Linked DNA regions of Gossypium hirsutum: all the other regions are linked to region 3. A link is a contact called in public Hi-C data. All regions are on one chromosome and are shown on one strand. The core of a region is the stretch at or near the end of the contact, and the rest is flanking DNA. Distances in the headings are between cores, read along the strand shown.

The links. A called contact is a pair of places that touch in the nucleus more often than the background predicts.
Region 1: a contact with region 3 is called in a Hi-C map of leaf, with 4 times the contacts expected there. The contact joins the promoter of LOC107899750 here to the promoter of LOC107899401 in region 3. A contact is called at or near these places in 6 of 34 Hi-C or Micro-C datasets (callus, hypocotyl, leaf and 1 more).
Region 2: a contact with region 3 is called in a Hi-C map of leaf, with 2.9 times the contacts expected there. The contact joins the promoter of LOC107952831 here to the promoter of LOC107899401 in region 3. A contact is called at or near these places in 7 of 34 Hi-C or Micro-C datasets (callus, cotyledon, hypocotyl and 1 more).
Region 4: a contact with region 3 is called in a Hi-C map of leaf, with 2.1 times the contacts expected there. The contact joins the promoter of LOC107952833 here to the promoter of LOC107899401 in region 3. A contact is called at or near these places in 4 of 34 Hi-C or Micro-C datasets (hypocotyl and leaf).
Region 5: a Hi-C map of leaf shows a contact between it and region 3, with 2.9 times the contacts expected there. The contact joins the promoter of LOC107898302 here to the promoter of LOC107899401 in region 3. A contact is called at or near these places in 9 of 34 Hi-C or Micro-C datasets (callus, hypocotyl, leaf and 1 more).

What each region holds. Positions count from the first base shown.
Region 1 is chrD04:23,870,584-23,874,553 of Gossypium_hirsutum_v2.1, forward strand. It overlaps LOC107899750 (homeobox-leucine zipper protein HOX11), which reads right to left and starts at 2,286. Exons shown (of 4, transcript XM_016825537.2): 1 at 1,531-2,286; 2 at 1,069-1,382; 3 at 901-980; 4 at 298-811. The coding sequence starts at 1,813. The coding sequence ends at 538.
Region 2 is chrD04:23,540,230-23,544,572 of Gossypium_hirsutum_v2.1, forward strand. LOC107952831 (origin of replication complex subunit 2) reads right to left here and starts at 1,514. Exons shown (of 7, transcript XR_001698939.2): 1 at 1,278-1,514; 2 at 136-757; 3 at 1-56.
Region 3 is chrD04:23,706,600-23,710,607 of Gossypium_hirsutum_v2.1, forward strand. It overlaps LOC107899401 (protein trichome birefringence), which reads left to right and starts at 2,323. Exons shown (of 5, transcript XM_016825103.2): 1 at 2,323-3,512; 2 at 3,797-3,989. The coding sequence starts at 2,467. It overlaps LOC107898423 (a long non-coding RNA gene), which reads right to left and starts at 874. Exons shown (of 4, transcript XR_001684396.2): 1 at 166-874.
Region 4 is chrD04:23,507,491-23,511,869 of Gossypium_hirsutum_v2.1, forward strand. It overlaps LOC107952833 (activator of 90 kDa heat shock protein ATPase homolog), which reads left to right and starts at 1,703. Exons shown (of 3, transcript XM_016888029.2): 1 at 1,703-2,820; 2 at 2,917-2,996; 3 at 3,097-3,414. The coding sequence starts at 1,930. The coding sequence ends at 3,190.
Region 5 is chrD04:23,950,060-23,954,582 of Gossypium_hirsutum_v2.1, forward strand. LOC107898302 reads right to left here and starts at 2,194. Exons shown (of 4, transcript XM_041091276.1): 1 at 1,506-2,194; 2 at 1,326-1,388.

The sequences.
Region 1 (3,970 bases), core at 1,036-3,535, 160 kb after region 3:
AAAAAAAAAGGAAAATATATTTTTGGCCAGAAAGGAATAAAAAATTCTGTAAGACTAGAATATGGGGAAAATAAAGGAGAACACAAGTCAAAACAGGCATTGGAAAATGCCAAAATAAATGTACTTTAGAAGAAGATATTTTCTTGCTAATTTATTTATGAAATATTAAAAATTCAGTCACGATAATTAAAATACTTCCTTATAAAATTATATATTCAATGCCAATACAGAGTCACAAACTATAATTCTAGATCACAATAAGCAGTTTCGAAGAAAAAAGAAAGAACAATAAGGCAGTTACTATAATAATAAGTTACAAATTAATTTCTTTCCCTGTCAAAATAAACGACCAGCTTTCTAACCAAAATTTCTTCCACCTTCTCCCCGAAAACCGAGTCTAAACAAAATCTATCCAAACTCAAATCTATCATTGATAACGGCTTCAGACATTTAAAATATTCAAACAAAAAAAAAATCCACCAAACCCCAAAAATATTTACAAAATTTGAATAAAAAAACTGGCCACAACCAACGATTTCATGTGTTTGAAATAGAGGAGAAAAATGGGTATCCTCCAGTTTTGGCATCGGCGGTGGAGGCTGATGCGTTGGTGGTGGAAGCGGTGGCGACACGCTCACATGAAGGACACATAGTGAGGGTGGTAGCGGGTAACTGCATGTAAAACGGTTGAGAAGTTTGCAAGGCTCTTAACTCCTGCAGTTCCTTCTGTAATCTTTTATTTTCTTCTGCCAGTGTCTCGCAACATCGCTTTAAATACTCACAATCTACCTCTGTTTGCTTCAATTTTGTCCTGTTTCAAAATATCACTATAAAATATAAATTCTCATACCAAGAAAACGTACGAATATTATTTATTTTATTAAAAAAATTTAAAAGTACCTTGCTCTTCTATTCTGAAACCAGACTTCAATTTGGCGAGGACGAAGATTTAATTGCTTAGCCAGTGCAAGTTTTTGCTTCTGAATCAAATATTTAAAATAAATAAATAATTTAAAGCAAAACCCAAGAGGCAAGCAAAGGAAATTTGGATTCTATGTTTGGACTTACAGGATTGAGTGTGCTGTGTTCTTTGAAACTTTCTTCAAGAAAGGCAGACTGTTCCTTAGAAAGCCTGAGTTTCTTCCGAGTTGAACCGTTGTCATCATCATCACTGGCTCTTGTGCTAGTTCTTTCTGTTTCAACTGCTTCCACCTCCACCTCTTTCTTGCCTCTTCTGCTTCCCTTTCTAATCCCAAAATCCATCGACACAGCGCTGTTAGGAGACGACACAGCCGCCTTTTCCTCAGCTTCATCCGCCACCGCCACCAACGGTAGACGGTTCACGTCTAAACCTCTTCCGAGTCCCTCCCATGGATCCGTTTCTATCACCAATAACAACAATGCAAAAAAAAAAATGTTGGTAATTTTTCTTCAAGATGATTAAAGAACTATAAAAAAAAAGAAGAATATCCTAAGATACCCAGATCTAAATACCCCCCATCAAATATCAATTCTGCTAGAAATACTCACGGTTATCTGTGAGCCAAGGAAGGCGAAGCTGAGAAGAAGACTGGGGACGAGGAACTGGGGAGAAAGGAAGAAGATCAAGCTGAAGAGGTGGATCTGAAGAAACCCTTTTCTCATCTCCATCCGTACTATTTTTACCTTCAAAAGCATCGTCCCCATTCTCTTGTGATTTGAACCCATTCCCAAGCCCCATGCAAAACCCTAGATCCTTGCTTGATAACTTTGCAGTTTTGTCAAGAAACGAAAATGGCTTTGAAGGATCACCCAAGCTCAAGGCTAACTCCATTAACCCTTTTTCTTGCAAAGAGAAACCCCAGCGGAAACCAATAACTACTGCAAAGAAGAAGTCTTTGAAGATCTTGACTTTTTTTTTCTTTTTTTTGGGGGGGGGGGGGCTCCTTTGATTTGATGAAGAAAGATATATCCTGGAAAGAGAGTTAAAAAGAAACCCTATCCGATCTTATTTAATGGAAACACACAACTCAACCCCCCCCCTCGTCTATGAAACACCTTTTTTATTGGGAGTAAAGATTGACCGACAAATCCAGGTTGAAAAACACACGTGAATCTATATAAATATACACTGTTTCAAACACGAGACACACAGACAGAGAGAGAGGAGGAGGAGAAAGAGAGAGAGTTAAGTTTTGTGAATTCAAAGGTCTTTGATTATATTATAAACGAATCAACTGATGTTTAAGCAAATCTTCTGTTTTAGGTTTATGGGATACAGACAACGACGAGTCTTCTCTTCTCTTTTTCTTGTTTTAAATCAAGAAAGTGTCATTAAATACTTTGATGGGAAGAATTAATTAATGCAGAGATAACTTCACAATGCTTCTGTATTTATTGTGCTCTCACCAAACAATTAGGGCTAGAAAATCATCATTATCGTCATCTCAACATGAGAAAAGGATTTTTCATCCAACGGCAGGGATCATCAGATCTTATATTATTCTAACCCTTGACCCAATCTATTTGTTTTTAACCTCCTTTCTAACTAAAATTTCTTTCTATAATGTACACTTATGAATCATCATGAGGACGATATGAGGAGAATAATGATTAAATTGTGTTGTTTTACCCAAAATAATTATACAGCATTAGCACTGTTTGTTTGCTTCTTCTCTTACTTTTTTTTTATTTTGTTTGTTTTCAAATGATAGACAATTAATCCAGGATTTGCATTGCCGTTTCCCAGTAGTGAATTCGACAATTATTCCAATGATAAAAATTGAAATGAAGTGTGTAAGCCTCTGGGAATGTTGACTCACCAACCAAAACAGTTCAGCTTTACCAGTTTCTTCCTATGTGGCATTAACTAATTGGTTAAAGCGATCCAGAAAGCCCTGCTTTTGAGCTAAGGCTGATGTGGAAACAGAGAAAAAACCCTGGAAAGAAAAAATATGGTCAGATTAGAGATTATATGAGATTTTGACCAAAAACAGCTTTTTATTATGTTCATTCCAAGCAGACAAGGAGACATCTTTTACTATTTCAAAGAAAGTATTATTATAAATGATAATAGTAATAATAATAAATAAAGGAAAGTCGCAAGACCTTGTTACTAAAGGTTGAGGTGCCATATATGAGTTTTCTTTTAAATAATACTGATTTTAAATTTCGATTTTTTTAATCTAAGTTTTATATTGAATGAATACTAATTATTTTATGGAACATATATTATTTGTGAATTTACTTGTATATATAAAGTCCTTAAAAATTATATTTTTTATTATTCCAAAAAATTAAACCATTTATATATTGTATTTATTATATACTCAATTAAATTTAACATAGTTATACTTCATATTATTTAAAATTTAAGATGTAGTTGGAAAATTTGAAGATGGAAGGGGGATTTTGAAGAGAAGAGGGTAATTAAAATAGAGATGGAGAGTAGGTCAGATATGTCATGCGTTTGGGATCTTTGCAATTATTGAAGTCATGCAGGCTTTAATGATAAGTTGGAGAAAGAGACAGAAAGTGAGTGATATGATATGACTGAATTATGTGGTTTGGGCACATCAAATAACCGTGGGATAAATAAAGTTACCCACACAAAACCATATAAAAATTGATTATCTTAAAAATTATGTGCGTTTATTTGTTATTCTCAATAAAAATAAGTATTATTATATCAATTTATATGATGATCAATATGAGATTAATATACTTCTTTGTCTTTAAACTTATAGCTAGTAGCTTTGATACTTAGTTTTTTTTTTTAAATTTCTCTTTAATATCTGAAGTTGTGAACTAGATAATTTTGATTTTTAAGTTTGAATTTTATCAAGGTTTAATAACATTACTCTTGAGAGGTATTTACTAAAATAATATTAATACTTTTTTAAATATATATATAACCAATTTTATTTCTCAAAATTATATGAATTGAATAGTAAAAAGAATTTTTCGTTTTCTCATACCTCAAATCAATATA
Region 2 (4,343 bases), core at 264-2,763, 170 kb before region 3:
CCTGCAACGTCGTTTTGATGCTTTTGTTCAATATTAGCTGAAGCTTCTCTAAGTTTCTGCAATTTTAAAACAACAAAATTTAAAAGAATAAAAAAAAAGCTTTTTTCGAGATGGGGATTCAATGAGGCAAAATACCTGTTCATCAACGACGTTGATATCACTGAGTTTACGAGCAGATTTCTTCCCAGAACTGCCCACTTCTTTTGCTAAGAAATAGTTTCTTGAGAATCCAAATTCCTCTTCCTCCACCGCGTTAAAATCCATTTTCTGAAGATTATTCGTTCAAACAAAAAATATTTGCAAAGATAATCGAAAATGAAAATGAAAATAAAATGACATTATACATGATTGGAGTGCTATACGAGTAATCATGTTGCAAGAAAAGTGGCCACTATGTAAGGTCACAAAATGACGTCTATAGAGTATAGCAACATGAGGTTCAGAAGATAGCATTAAGCAACAGGAGAATCTCATTAGTTAAAGTAATCAATGGTATACAAAGTAGCAGGACAACTTTATGAGATATCCTATCATCAGATTTCTATTTCTTTGCAGATAGGAATTCACATATTACAGATGAAATGGGCAAATGACCATCATAGTTGACAACGTCGAGATGAACAGATGAACCCGATCATAGACATTACTTGGGAAGGAGTTAAATCAAATGATGGACGAGCAACACTCTCTTTGCTCTGAGCACATACACAAGAATGACCTCGACCCAACCATGCTGTTGATCCTGCCACAACCTCAGCTGTAACAAAATAAAGCACTGTACTAAATTTCAAAAGGACCAGTACCTAAGACAACCACAGATTCCAAAAGAAGGTTCACTTCAGTAGCTAATAAAAGCAAAAATCAAGAGAGAAAAAACGAGAAAAATGCATTCTGTCTCCAAGATTAGAACAGTGAAAGCGAAGGTATAAACATGTGCACCCCGTCAAGAAGGCTATAAATCTTCATTATACATAGCATCTGTAAAATCATTAAACACCCAAACTTTTCTACGGGAGTAACAAAGATTGTCTCACAAACTGAAATACTAAGCAAGTTGTGAACCATGAACAAAATGTGGACATATATACTCTATTTACGGGTAGATCTAAGAATTTGCTTCATGAAAACTTTATCTGGAATGAATCTGGCAGCCTTGAAATATGCTAATGAATGGCTTCTACATAAGAGAAGAATGATCTACTTGCACAACAGAATGCGTCAAAATTAAGTTAGATTTAATAGATCTTAGAACAAAAATAGAATAAAACACAAACAACCTGGTCCAATGTCTGGTAGTTATCATCCGTAAGGTCTCCATGAATCTGTACCACTTGACCTGCTAGTTCGAGACCTCCTTCTGCTACAACCCTTTGAGGAGATGCAGAGGGTTACCGATTTGGGGAAATTAGGGGGGAAAATTAAGGGAATCGGGGTAGGGGAGAAATGCTTTGGGAAAAATAAAATGGGGAAAAAAGACAAAGGATTTCTGGGGATTGGGGGAATCGATTGAGGGAAAAAGAAGGGGAAAAACGACGCCGTTTTGCAAAAATACTAGTGGCTTATTGCTCTTTCTTTGTGGCGTTTTCAACAAAAACGCTGCTATTTTTTACTTTTTACGGCATTTATGATGTTCTACATTTTTACAATTTTTATATTAAATTATTGTATCTTTCATATAAATTTTAAATAAATATTTTTTTAATTTTAAGTAATATTTAAAATAATTAGATAAAATTATAATTTTTAGTTATTTTATTTTATTTTTATTTGTTATAATTTGGTCCTATCCAAAATAGATATTTACTTATCCATATCAATCTGTTACTTTTTTTATTTATTTATCAATGTTTTCTTTTATAATCTAATATTTAAATATATCAAATGGTTTAGATCAAATATTTTTAAATATAAAAGCATTAATTGATTGTATAAAATTTCATCATTTAACAAATCTCAAGTAAACCTTAAATCCTAAACCATTTAATATATATAAAGTTTATCTATTATCTCTTAAATAATTTAAACTATAATCATAATGTTTATATAATAAAATTAATATTATCTCTTTTACAATTATATAAGAAATTATTTAATATATAAATTAAAAAACACTAATTAATTTAAACCCTAAACCCTTAACCCCTATCCCTAAACCCTAAATCATAAGCCCCTAACCCTTAAGTACCCCTAACCCTTAAACTTTAAACCCCAACCCTTAAACCATAAACCATAATCCCTAAACCCATAATCCATAAACCTTAAGATAGTAACTCCTAAACCTTAAACCCTAAACTATAATGACAATTAATTTAATATTTTAAAATTAATACTATCTCTTTTACGATTATGTAAGAAATTATTTAATATATAAATTAAATAACACTAATTAATCTAACCTTTAAACCCTTATCCCCTATCCCCTAAACCATAAATCAGAAACTCCTAACTCTTAAACCTTAAATCCCAACCCTTAAACCATAAACCATAATCCCTAAACCCATGATCCATAAACCTTAAGATAGTAACTCCTAAACCTTAAACCTTAAACTATAATGATAATTAATTCAATATTTTAAAATTAATACAATCTCTTTTACGATTATATAAGAAATTATTTAATATATAAATTAAAAAACAATCAATAATGTACCCAAAAAAATTAAAATTATTTTAAATAATAATATTTTAATTTTTCCATTTCTAACAAATATTTTTCTATGTTTTTATTTCAAATTATTTCTATGTGTCTTTATTTTTTTCTGAAGATTTTCAATATTTAATTAAAAATAAATTGAATTTTAAATAATATAAATAAACCAATTAAATAATAAATAGACAGATAAAATGTTTTTTGCGGAGCTTTTTTAAAAACGCCGATAAAGCCCCGAGAATTACCAGCACTTCTTCAAAAACGTCGCTAAAGCACTGAGCATTACCGACGCTTTTTCAAAAAAGCCGCTAAAGCACCGAGCATTCGCGGCGCTTCTTCGAAAATACCGCTAAAGCATCGAGCATTAGCGGCGCTTCTTCAAAAACGTTGCTAAAGTACCGAGCATTAGCGGCGCTTTTCCAAAAATGCCCCTAAAGTACCGAGCATTAGTGGTACTTTTTCAAAAATGCCGCTAAAGCCCCGAAAGGTAAGAAAACGACGTCGTTGGGCTTAGGTCTTTTGGGCGTTTTTTGAAAAAATGCCGTTAATGCTCATTTGCAGTGGCGTGTTCCGAAAAGTGCCGTAAATGCTCGATCTTTAGCGGCGTTTTCCATAAAGCGCCACTAATGCTTGATTTTTAGCGGCGTTTTTTGTCCAAACGACGGTAAAAATGCCGCTAAAAACCTGTTTTGCTGTAATGGTCACACCCTATAGTTGAAATGAATGGAATAAAACATAGTTGGTATTGTGTTTGGTTGTCGCTTGAATTAAATTAATTATAGAATTAATTTAAGTGGGTAATCAAATATCGAATACATTATATGTACAAGGTTGTTGTACGCATAATGAGAACATGAATTTGGTTCGTACATAAATTCAAATAAATATATAGTTTACCGAAATTATCATTATAATTAATGTAATTATAATTTTCGGTTTAAAAACATTGTTATATTTATTTAATTTCTAGAAACTTTAAAAATAGATATAAAATCCCGTTTTTGTTTGCTTGGTGTGTCTAGCACCTGTCAAAGAAAAGTTTTCTCCAAAACAGTTTTGGGGATTCCTTCTGTTCATTGTCAACTGGATGGGTTACGTAGAGGCCAGAGTCACGATAGATTGCGGCTTGATTCGATAGCATATCAGATTACTCGTTGCCGATGCGTCGTTGTCTACTTAGAATAAAGATTCGGTAATTTCAAAACCTTTATTTCACCCCGATTCGTTCCTCACACATGGATCCATGGTTAGGATCACCGGATGTTTTATTTTTCCGCTGCGCTGTAAGGGTGCCAGCATTCCAACAGTACTATGTGTGTGGGATCAGAGTGGTAACGCCTCACCATGGGGATGTGAAACACATCATGAATCTGGTCTAATTCAGAAGGCAACTCAAGTTGATAAGCAACCGGTGCCACACGCTTCAGTATACGGTACGACCCAATGAACCTAGGGCTAAGCTTACCCTTTCGCCCAAACCTCAATATCTTTCTCCATAAGGAGACCTTGAGAAATACAAAGTCCCCTACAAAATACTCAATGTCTCGGCGTTTAAGATCCGCGTACGACTTCTGTCTATCAGATGCTTCCTTCAACCGATTTCGAATCAGTTTTACCTTTTCTTTTGTATCAGAAACTAACTTAGGCCCTAGAACTCACCGCTCACCTAGCTCAATCCAACAGGTAGGAGTAC
Region 3 (4,008 bases), core at 1,073-3,572:
AAACAGACCCGATCTCATGTCTTCAAGTTCTGCTTTAGAAACAGATGAACTGATCTAAAAATCAAGAAAAAATAGAACCAGACCCGATCTACCATCTAGCAAGAAAAAAACAAGAACTAGACTCGATTTAGAAATCAAATAAGTGAAAATTAACAGAAAAAATACCTGTTGATGACAGAGAGAGAACTATATGGAAATCCCAACAGCAGAGAACCAATTCTTCTAAAATTGGAAAACAAATTACATGAACAAGTAATTAACAAAAGACCCCAAATCCCAATTTCAGCACCTAGATTAACCTGAATTCTCATGAGAAGATCAGAACTATGTTTTTTTATGGAAATGGTTATCCCGAAAACTCTGATGAGCCATTTCCACCTTAGAAAGCTCTTCCGGGGTTCCTATTTCAGGGCAGAATTCCTAGACTTGATGAACGCCGGTGTCTGGTGTTAAGAATCGGTGTTGGCTGATGGCAAGCAGAAGATCAGGTGTCAAGGATAGGGGAAGGGGAAGGGGAAGGGGAAGGGAAAGGAAAATTTTCCTGAAAATGTCTTGCCGAATTAGAAGCGGTAAGACATTTTCCAAAAATAAAAGCTTCTTTTTCCCGTGTTTGTAATTGGTTTTACATGAGGAAAATATTTTCCAGCAAACAAACACCGGAAAATGTGGAAAATCAATTCCGGAAAATATTTTCCCCTATCAAACAGACCCTTAGATTGATCTTTCTTTATTTTCTTGAAGATGAACCTCTGCCATTACTCGACACTGATCGCCTTCGCCATACACTATCAAGAAAAAAATAGTGGATTTAGGGTTTAGGTTTTCACATTGAGGTGTAAATTTTATTGGTATTTAATTTATTTGAAATTCTTTTGGGGTTCCGATATTCTTCTAAAAATTTATCTGTATCCTTTTATTTTCTCATAGGTTCCTTTTTATAGAAATTTTTTAGAGTTTTAAATCATCCATAACTCTTCTTTCTTCTTGTTTAAAATTTGAAAATTGCTCCACCTTTAGGTTTAAAATTTGAAAAGAAATCTCTTTATTATCTATATTAGCTTAATTTATTATTTAGATACTTTTTAATATATTTCTGTATATAATTTATTTAATTTATTTTTAATTTTTAAGAAAATCATAGTTTACTTATGATAATTTATTTAAAATTACTTAGATAATTTATTGTTTAGATAATTATTTAGATAAATTTATTAAGAATATATTAATAACTTAGATTATTTAAATCATTTATAGTTTATTTATATATTTTTTAGAAAAATTATTAAATATGTTAATTTTAAATAAATTATTTATGATTGTACAATAAAATAAAAATATTAAAATGTTAGTATATTTTAAATAATTTAAATATCTAATTATTGTTTATAATTAAAATAATTATTAATTAAACATCAAAATTATTAATATATTATATTTAATGCACGTGCAATATTATAAACAATAATATATTAAATATGTTAATTATATTATATTTAAACCAAATTATTAATAAATATTAAACATCAATATTATATTATTAATAATTTAAAATTTATATTTTTATGATATTAATAAATTATTAATTAAACTCAATCATATTAAATTATTTTATAATTTTTTGTATAAATTTAGATAATTTAGGTTTAATATTAAAATTTTTAGTAGTTTGATTTAATACCCGTACAATGCATAATTATAAATAATTAAAATACTTTTAATCTAGACATCCAATTTTTATTACTAATCCAAACTTTATTTAAGTATTGTAATTTGAAAATAATATATTTATTACAAATATATTTTTATTTCAAATTATATTTGCTTTGTAGTAAATATATTTCATTTGTCCAATTTTTATTTTATATATTTATCACGTTATTTATAGTACTTTATTTATAGATTTAGCTAAATAAAAATAATATAATTTTATATTTAAAATATTTTGGAAGGCTAATTTGAGAAGAAATATATACAATAATTTCTGAAAGTAAAGAAATTAAATGGATAATGAAAAATTAAATAGATTATCTAAAAAAGTCTAAAAAAAAATGGAAAATGCGTCATTTGTCACAAAATCAACTTGTATACCTTATTATATATATATATATATGATTACTTGATTATGGAATTTTTTTATTTATTAAAAATAAAAAATTCTACCAAAATAATGGCCGACAAATTAAAAATTTACTCAGAATCGAAAATGGATTAATACTAACCTGTCCTAATTTTGTAATTAGATTGATCTAGTATTTCATTTTATTCACTATTGAACTGAAAAATCAACTTAAAATTTAGTATCTGTTTGTGTAGAGTCGTATTCATATTTAAGAGTCGTCCCACTTCTCCACTCTCTCTCCCCAAACACTAATTTTTCTCTTTCACTTTCCCATCTCATCTGTTTTTTATTCTATATCTGAGTTTTGCGAGATAGAAACTCAAAAGAGATCAAGTTTGGTCTCTTCCATGGCGGATATAGCAAAGTACACGCCTATCAATGGAGGAACTACGACTGCAGTCACGGCAGAGTTTAAGACTCTGTTTTCAATCATCAAAACAAGGAGAACAGTGGCTTTCTTCATGTTTGCCTTCGTCGGTTTTACTGTTTTCTTAGCTTTTAGCCCTTCTTCTAACTCTTCTTCTCCTTGGGTCACCAACATCTTTTCATCAACTTCCTCTCCAGCTACTTCATCTGCTGGCTCTTACAGATCTCAATCATTTTCCCTCTTCGATTACTTCTTTCCCAACACCTCTTCTTCACGAACTCTTAACATCACTTCTCCTTCTCCATTTTCATCTCCGTCTTCTTCTAATAGCAACACCAGATCTAATAACACTGCAACTCAAGTAGCCAACAATCCAAGTGAGGACCTACTTTCTGCCAAAAAAACCAACAAAACCCAATCTTTCAACATAAATAAACAACGCCCCAGCTCCGAAAATACAACTTTTAGGTCTCCCTACAGTGGTTTAAACAACACCAAAAGTTCAGTTTTGCATGCAAATCAGACCACAGTTTCTCCTCCTCCTAACTTGAATCAAAATCCTCCAAGTACAAATAACCAGACTGGAAAGAAAGAGAATTCTGATAAAGCTCAAGTTCTGAAATCTAATCAGACAACAACGGTCACAGAGAAAACCCTGGAGGCAGCTAATCGGAGCACCAATTCTCCAGCTAAATCTGAATCTTCCAACAAGTTAAGTTCTGGGAAGGGAGAGAAAATCGTAGGGCAAAAGGGTGTGGTGTCGAACTACTCAGCTTCCCTAACAAACAAACCAAGCAATGGAAGTGATTCAGGGTTGACAGCTAAACAGGAAATTGATAATTTAATCGACTCTTTGATGAACTGCGATTTATTCGATGGAAAATGGTTGAAGGATGATTCATATCCACTTTATAAACCTGGGTCCTGTTCGTTCATTGATGAGCAGTTTAGTTGCGTTGCCAATGGAAGGCCTGATAGAGATTATCAGAAACTGAAATGGAAGCCTAAAGGCTGCACTTTACCAAGGTATTTGATTCTTTTAATGTTGTTTTTAGTGTCTTATCGTCCAAGTAATACTTTTGAGCGTGTTTGATCGGTTTGATATTGAGTTGGTTTTTCTTTAATGGAATTTGGTCATGTTTGATCTTTGAATTAGTCATCTAGGGATTTTATTTGATTCTGTTAGTAATCTAAACTGTTGATTGCATTTTCATTTACAGATTGCAATATAAACTGTTGAATTGTGTTTTCTTTTATTATTAAAATAAGATTAATTACATGAAACTGATCCTTTTTTTTTCCCCTTGAAGATTGAATGGTGGTCACATGTTGGAGTTATTGAGGGGTAAGAGGCTTGTTTTTGTCGGGGATTCTTTAAATAGGAATATGTGGGAATCTCTAGTTTGCATTCTGAGAAATGCTGCAAAAAACCCCGAAAATGTTTATGAAGCACATGGAAGACATTATTTTCGAGGGGAAGCTTCGTATTCTTTCATATTCAAAGTAGGTTTTTCATTGCTTA
Region 4 (4,379 bases), core at 453-2,952, 200 kb before region 3:
TAATTGATGTATGAGAATGAATAAAATTGATTGTGGCATAAGAGTGTTTGGGCAAGTATAAGGCTCCCTTACACTTAGGGTGCAATACCCTAGTGACAAGTATTGGTACCTAAGAGTTAGAATGATAAAATCTACAATGTTTTAGCCTAGGTATTGATACCTAGCACAGAGGTACCAATACCTCTACTTCAAACCACTCAGTTTGATTAGTTTTGCTCCGGAAAGGCTTTAAATGTACTTCGTTTGCAACCAAACTTTGAAGATAGGTTAGAAATGACTAGAACCACTCCAAACGAGCTTAATTTGGTTAAAATGAATGGAATTAGATGATGTTCAAGTTTAGTGTTTGTAGTGCCCAAATGTGACATTTGTTGCTAGGGTTGTCGGGTTATCCCAAGTAATGGGTATTACAAATTGTTGGAAAAATCAATTTGGAAAACTTGTTTACACAACATAATTTTAATTTTTTTTCTAAAACCTGAGCCATTTTGTGTTATTTATAGAAATGAACTTTACCAAATTAGTACATATGTTTTTCACTCAACGGAACTTATCGATTCTTGACTTCCAACAAACACGATCTTTTTCGCTATTCTCGCACCCTCAGTTTGCTTAAAGAGTGGGCTCTAATTCAAGAACCGATCACACAATGACTACATTTAGAGTGGTGTGTTGTTTACTTATCCCATAGTCCATTTTTATAAGGAAAATCCACAAAAGTTCTATTCGAATAAGATGAGACAAAAATAATACAATTTTAATAAAAAAAACACGAACTCCCATTTAGACATCACATGGTGAGTGGCACACACATGATGAATATTCCAATATGCTACCCACCATAATACAAGTGGGCTTTATTAGGTTTTTCTTGTATTGGGTACAACTATATATTTGTTATATAGTCTTTAAAACAACTTATATAATTTATCCAACTCAATACTAGTTTTATGCTCTCAAAATATTATTTATTTAATCAATTAAAACAAATTTAATTATTTCTCTCAATTAAATTATTGGATAAACTATACCCACCGTCACTAAACTATTAGTACATTTACGTTTTGGTCACTCAACTTTAAAAATCTATAGAATGGTGGCTGAACTATTTAGAAGTTCTCATTTAAGTAATTGGGTTGTTAAAATTACTACCGTATGGCCTTTTTTGTTTGCCCCATCTGCACCAATCGAAAGCTTTCCTTCCCCTTCCCTTCTACGATTAAGTTTTTTTTTCTCATGAAACAACTTTGAACACCACAAATCTACGAACCAAAATCCAAACAATCTTCTTTTCTAATCTCCGACAATGACTATTAGATCGACTTGGATCTAAGATATGTTATTATACTTGTCGATGGGTACTAATCCACATATCGTTCATCGAAACATTGCTTGAAGCTTGTTAGCCAAACTTTTTTTTAAATAGTTTAATAACTTAAATGAAAACTTTGAAATAATTTAGTGATCATTCTGAAATTTTTTAAAGTTTAATGACCAAAATATAAATTTACTAACAATTTAATAATATTAATGTAATTTAACCAATTTTATTTAAAATGATGATATAATATACAATTTCAACTTTTCATTGGGTGGTAAAAGCTAACAAATCCATAATCAAACATACCTAAGTAAATCAATGTTTTATTTTATTGGGGAAGTTTTAAAATTACAATATTTATACTGCGATAAGCTTTGCACAAAGAAACCCTAAAAGCAGAAGAGTTCCTAGTAGTGAAGTCTTCTAGATCCTTCCTAAAATATAATATTTTATATATCTATCCCACATTCTGGATTCTTCTACCTCCCCGCCCCGAACCCTCCAGAGCGGCCCCTCCCACCCAGTTGCTTCTTTTAAGCTCTCCCTTCCATTATTATGCTCACATCTCTCTCAATCCCTAATACACCCTCGTCTTGATTTTTTCATCAATGGCCAAGTACGGCGAAGGCGACAAGCGCTGGATCGTGGAGGAAAGACCCGACGGTGCTAACGTCCACAACTGGCACTGGGCTGAAACCGATTGCCTCCCCTGGTCGAAAATGTTCTTCACCAAATCGCTTTCGGATCTCACCATCCTTGACGGCCAAGGCAATCTCCGCATCAAGACCAAGAAGGTCGAAAAGGTCGACGGCGAAGCCTATGTTAATATTCGCAAGGGTAAAGTCATTCCCGGATATGAAATCAGTTTGAGTGTATCCTGGGAAGGCGAAGCCAAAGATGGGGAAGGGAAGACGCTGTTGAAAGCTGAAGGTAACCTCGAGATTCCGTACATTTCGGATGAAAATGCTGACGAGGATCCGGAAGTTAAGGTGACGGTTAAAGACGAAGGACCCATTGGTAAAGCCTTGAAGGAAGCGATGCTGGCCAAAGGGAAGCCTTTGGTTTTGGAGAAAGTGAGGGATTTTGTTCAAGCTATGGCGAAAGGTGGCCCCGTTAAAGATGAATTGGAAGCCAAGAAATCGGCTCCCAAAACTAATACTACTACTAGTAATAGTAACTCAGCTGCAGTTTCTAAGGAGAAAGTTGGGGTGGAGAAGGAACCCAAAAAGGAAGTGGAGAAGGAAGGGAAGAAAGGGTTTAAGACGATTACAATGTCGGAGAAGTTTAATTGTAGAGCTAAGGATATGTATGAGATTTTGATGGATGAGAATAGATGGAAAGGGTTTACTCAGAGTAATGCTAGGATAAGTAAAGAAGTCGGTGGTCAATTTATTATTTTCGATGGATCGGTTACTGGTATTAACTTGGAGTTGCAAGAAGGGAAGTTGATTGCTCAGAGATGGAGATTTGGGAGTTGGCCCGACGGGATTGATTCTACTGTAAGTTTAATGGATTCCACTTTTGCCTGTTCTCCAGGATTTTGGGAATACAGTGTGGTCGAATGATGGCTTATCTTTAATGGGTTGTTGTTGCAGGTAAGACTTGTTTTCAATGAGCCTGAGCCTGGGGTTACTATAATCAAACTCACGCATTTAGATGTTCCCGAGGAGGACAGGTTGGTTTTTATTTGTTTTATTGCGCAAGATGGCTAATTTCGTACTTTCTGAATTGGGTCATTGATTTTACTTCTGTTTTTGCTTTGATTTGTCATGCAGATATGGGAATGCGACTGTGGTGGAGAACACTGAGAGGGGTTGGAGAGACCTTATTTTCAATAAGATACGAGCAGTATTTGGTTTTGGAATATGATTTATTTTATTCCGAAACGAGGAATAGTCTTTCTTTTTTGGTTTTGAATTGTTGGAACTTTATGAACACTTCTTTCTTTCAGCTATCTTATTGTGAAAAATTTATAAGACTTTGCAAGTCTGATCTTGGTCTACTGGTTCATGGTTTTAAAGTTGAAACTTGGACTGAGTGTCATTGTTGTCTTGTTTGCCGATATCTAATCTATCCCCTAAAACTTATAATAATGAGAATGATGAAAATGTTGCCTTGCCAGCAATTTCACTATAAGTCTGTCAGTGCGCATAGTGTCTCCTTGAGGATGTATATACTTTCAGTATATGTTAGTGTTATGATGTTACTTAAGAGTGAATGGTTTAATTCTCTGCTGCTTTAATGTATTGATCTTGATGATACTGAAAACAAAGCTCAAATTTTATTGTTCCCTTTCTTCTGTTAGAAGCATACAGGCTTTTTTTTTTGCATTAGGTCTTAGAATGATCAATCGCTCACGGGCAATGTGAAGTTTGTGGGTTGCTTCACTATGTTGTCCATGTTTTTACAAAGAATTTTCTCTGCGTAGTTTGTGATTATTTATTTTCAAGCAAATTAACAATCTAGTTAATGTAGATTTTGGATTGCCCATTGCTTTTGAAGTATTTTTTTTGGTTTACATCATATCTGGTGCTTGGACCACGGTTAACTTAGCTACTGATTCTGTAGTTTGTTTTTCTTTGAGGATGTAAGTGGAGACATGATTTTGTTTCTGCCGTCGGAGCAGGCATGATAATCTAGCTACTTGACATATGGCTGTGGTACTGCATTTAATGTGTTTAATCGTTCAAAATGAAGCACTTGTTTCTGTGCCAACAGTGTTGGCCCTGTGAAGAGCAGGAAGCATCTTTGGCCAAGTAATTCAGAGTGTGCGTAGGTACAACAAAACGATCATGAGGTTAGAAGAGGAAATATTCAAATTGTTGTTCCTCAATTGATGGCATATAGTTAACTGTTGTTTTGGATATGCATCTCATTGGAAATGTCTTATAATAGGAAAGAGTTAAAAAGAGAGCTTTTTATACAGGGATTAAGATGTGTTTACAGTTCTATAAGGCGCATGAGCCTCAAAGCCTCCAACTAGACACTTTGATTACTCTTTTAGTGGAGAACGTTCCAAGATGTAACTAGTGAAGATAGAACGGTTAGTAGCAGATAT
Region 5 (4,523 bases), core at 944-3,443, 240 kb after region 3:
TGCATTCTCTTTGGAGAAGCAAATGTCAATAGGGCTCGAGTTTTAAAATTTTTGTTAATGGAATATTAAAGATGTTCGGGTCAACGTGTTTACTATGATAAATTTACCATATTATTTAGTTTGAACACTTTAGAAGGTGGTAGACGTCTCGTTTCTAGCTTATTAGTGGTGTGAGTTTCTAATAATCCTGAAAGGTATATTAGGCTGCCCAACATGATCGGAAGAAATAAAAAGGCCTCTTTCCAGAATCTAAATAATTGATTCAAAAAGAGAATCAAAAGTTGGAATGTGCGATTTTTATCCAAGAGGGTAAGGAGGTCTTTATAAAGACTGTTTTGCAAGCTATTCCCACATATTTTATGGGGTGTTTTTTACTTTCAAAATCTTTTTTGTGGTGATTTGGAGGGCATTATGGCTAAGTTTTAGTGGAAAAAGGGCATGAAAGAAAAGGTATTCATTGGTGTGGGTAGAGCCATTTGTGTGATTTAAAGGAAGATGGGGTATAATTTTCGGAGTTTGTCTAGTTTTAATATTACATTGTTAGCAAAGCAAGGATGGCGCATTTTAAATTATCTGAATTTTTTATTATCGCGGGTTCTAAAAGCTAAATATTTTTCAAATTCTGACTTTTTAAGTGCAAGTTTGAGAAATCTACCTTCTTATACCTGAAAGAGTATTTGGGCAACGAGGGGTCTTTTGCAAAGTTAACTTAATTGGCGGGTTGGTATAGGAGAGAAGATTTTGATTTGAGACGATGCATGGATACCGGGGTCTATCACGAATAATTCATATAGCAATGTTAGAGGTGATGGGATTCTTTTAGTTTCGGACTTAATTGATACACATAATGGAGAATGGAGGGAAAGTATTGTAGTTGATACCTTCCTAGAGGAAATGGCGACGAAAATCTTGCATTTTCCCTTATCTAAGAAAGCCCACGAAAACTTGAGGGTTTGGAGTGGTAAGCCCTTGGGGGAGTTCTCAGTCAGAAGTGGCTATAAACTATAACAAAAAGGTACTTTCTTTCCTAATAATGCTCAAATAGAGACCAATATTATAGATTTTTATAAAAAGTTATTGGCACTACATCTTCCCTCCAAGATTAAAATTACAATGTGGAAATTTTCTTGGAATTTTGTTTCCACTTTCGTTAATCTAAGGCTGAGACAAATTCCTGTTGAAGAGCTATGTCCTAACTGTCATGGAGTTGCAAAGAGCACTGACCACATTCTTAGGGAGTGCCCTACATCAACTGAGACCTAGGTTAATTTTGACCTGTTATGGGTTTCTTCAAATTTAGTACGGAATAGTTGGGAGTGGCTAACCTGAGTTTTTAGTAATAATGCCAGTGAACAACGTAGACTGTTTTGTTGTGGAGTGTGGGCAATCTGGATAAACAGAAACAAATTAGTGCATAAGGAGAAAAAATCGTTGGGGAAGGAAATTGCAGATTGGGTATTGGATTATATGAAGGGGTTGGGCGAGATGAAGGAAAAGGAACATACCAAGCATTAAGTCCATGTAAATTGGATTCCCTAGCTTGGAGCCATTGTGAAGATAAATTTTGACGCAGCCTTTGACGGTAGTAATGCTAAATCAGCATCAGGGGTGGTGGTTAGAAATGCCTCAGGGGAGATATTGACCTTGAAAACAACTTTTCATGAGTCTTTTTTGACGGAGTTCGCTATGGAGGCCCTTGCATGTTTTAAAGGCATATTATTGGGGGCTCAGTTGGGTTCGAATCGGTGACAGTTGAGGGTGACTCGATGACAACGATAAAGAAATCCAAGTTAAACACAGCAGACAAACCAGTGATTGGAGCAATCGTTAGAGATATTCGGTAGTGCAAAAGGTTTTTTTCTCATAATAGATTTTTAATATGTTCCCAAAATAGCAAATCATCTCAAACATATGATTTCAACGGAAAGTATGAAGAAGGGAGAGGAAATTTACCATGAAAGAGATGTTTCAGGGTTCGTCAAGGAAGCGTTGGATCGGAGAAGACCAAGGGCACCAGATTGAAGTTTTGACCTCTGTGAAACTCGGTTAGGGAAAGGAACAGGCAGGAGAAATGAAAATGTTATTTTGGAAACCTGCCTTAGGAGATTGCAACCTACAAAAAGCAAGGGATAAGGGCATTTATTTTTTGGGTGGTTGCAAGCTATATCTGATTGGGTTTTGTTTGTTTCTTTTAATTTTTCTGGTTTATTGGTTGGTAGTTTTTTAGGGTATTTTAATTGAGTTTTATGGGTTTGGCCGGTTTTATTTCTATTCGGCCTGGCCTTTTTTGTTTTTTAGTTTGATTTTGGACTATGTATTTGGTTTTTTTATGTTATTAAAGGCCCAGTCTAGTATTTTTTTAGAAAAAAAATCTACACAATTCTTATCACTAAATATTCAATGCAATATAATTTTTACTTTTAAAAAATGTATAACATGAAATATAAAACAATTTTAAATGGAAAACAATCCATTGTCTAGAAATTAATTTTTTTAAAAAAAATTGATTGCACAAAAATAAAAAATATTAACTTTTGGAAAAAAATGATTAAAATTGTAAAAAAAAGAAAGAAAAAGAAAAAATGATTGTTTATAATTTTAAAAAATTAATTATTTTAAGTAAATTAATTAAAGTGAAATTAAATTGAAGAAGATAGTAGATATAAACAACTGTATAATAATTTGTTATCTTTAAAATTTAATGACATGAAACTATTAATTTATTGGTGCCTAAAAACTATACTTTCTAGGATGATCCTAATATAACTTATTCCCTTTATTTTAACCCTTTATAACAAATTTCACTTATAACAACAACAAACATAATTATGAAGTATATATATATTTTTATTAAATTAGTTCTTTTATAAAAACATATTGCCTAAATTTTTTAAGTAAAATTATAACTATTTCATATAAGTAAGCCCATTAATTATAATTTACTAAATAAACATGATATCAATTAAAATATTATTTTAATAAAATATTTATATTTCACATAAAAAAAATATTAATCCCATCTTATTAAATGAAAATAATCTTTAATGAGTGAAGTTAGAGATAACAATTCCCCTTAATAATATTTTTTTAAAGAATTCTAATTAATATGATACACTTTCTAACACTAAATTAATTATCCTTAATAATATTTAACCCTAATTAGTTTTGACTAATTAAATAAAATTAAAAATAATAATAATAATACAAGGTTTATGCTTTCTTCAACTAGATTTATGATTTATAGTAAGCTGCGTTAAAATTTAGAATTTTAAGGAAAGTATTAAAGTAGAATAAGGTCTAAAGGGGTCTAGGATTTTAGAATTTTATAAAAAAAATAGATTAAATTCAGTGTTAAAAATAATAATAAGAGTGAATTTGATGTTTCTTAATATACTTTGTTATTCATGCAATCTAAAAAAATGATGTAGTGTGTATTAGGTGCCTAAATCTGACTTTTTTAGGATCATTCTAGTTAAAGTTAAACTCTAATAAAGATATGAATGACATTTTTAAAAAAGTTAAAAAGAAAAATTCCAAAAGAAATTACCCAATACTTTAGACCCACATGTTAGAAAAAAACTAATGAAATATATATTTTTCAATTATTTCAATAAGCAAAAAATATATTTTCTCACCGGCATAGTGAGTGCCGATATATCTATATCTATATTAAAATGTTTGCCATGGTTTAATACAATCATTTTGCATGCATGATTGGAGATGATGAGAGCAATTTGATTAGTTTTACAAATAATGGGGCTTATTTGATGATTTTAGGCAGATGATGAGAGCAAAAGAAAAGACGGAGGCAGCTCAGCCTGGGCATATATGCATGCAAATTGCAAACCCCTTGATTGAACATGGAAGGATATTTGCATGTTTCTTGCTAGACATAATCATTAAGCGTTTTCCTCCAATACTTTGTTATTTCATTATCATCGTCATCATTTCCTATGTCCCATTTATCTTCCTGGGATGCTGTTTTATGCTGAAAAAGTTAGGGACCAAATTATACCCTAAAAATTCTGCATTTGTAGTGAGAAAATGATGATCCTCATGAACATCCTTCATCATGCATGGACTTGCAATCATTTAACCTTTTATTGGTTAATCAAATTCTTTCTTAATGCGATTTTCAGACCATGAATGCTCCATTTATTATGTTCATCTTTATCATCATCGATCATCATCATCTCGGCATCGTATTCTACCACTACTCTTCCTTGAAATATTGAGACCAAAAAACATGTTATCCCCCCCCCCCGGTTTTATTTTTGAATAAATAAGGTTTCATAAACCTTTTTCCTTTCGATATAATACATACATATATATATAAGTTTTACCCGAACTCAAATTGCATTTTTTTCATGACATGGTATATTGACTATTGAGCATAATTCAAATAATTAAGTTCAGATAGCGAGATTATTAATAAATATTTGCAATTTTAAATTATTTCTAATTAAATAGAAGTGTTATGAAGAGTCCAAGATCCAAAATAAAAGATTGTTTAGGTGATAATT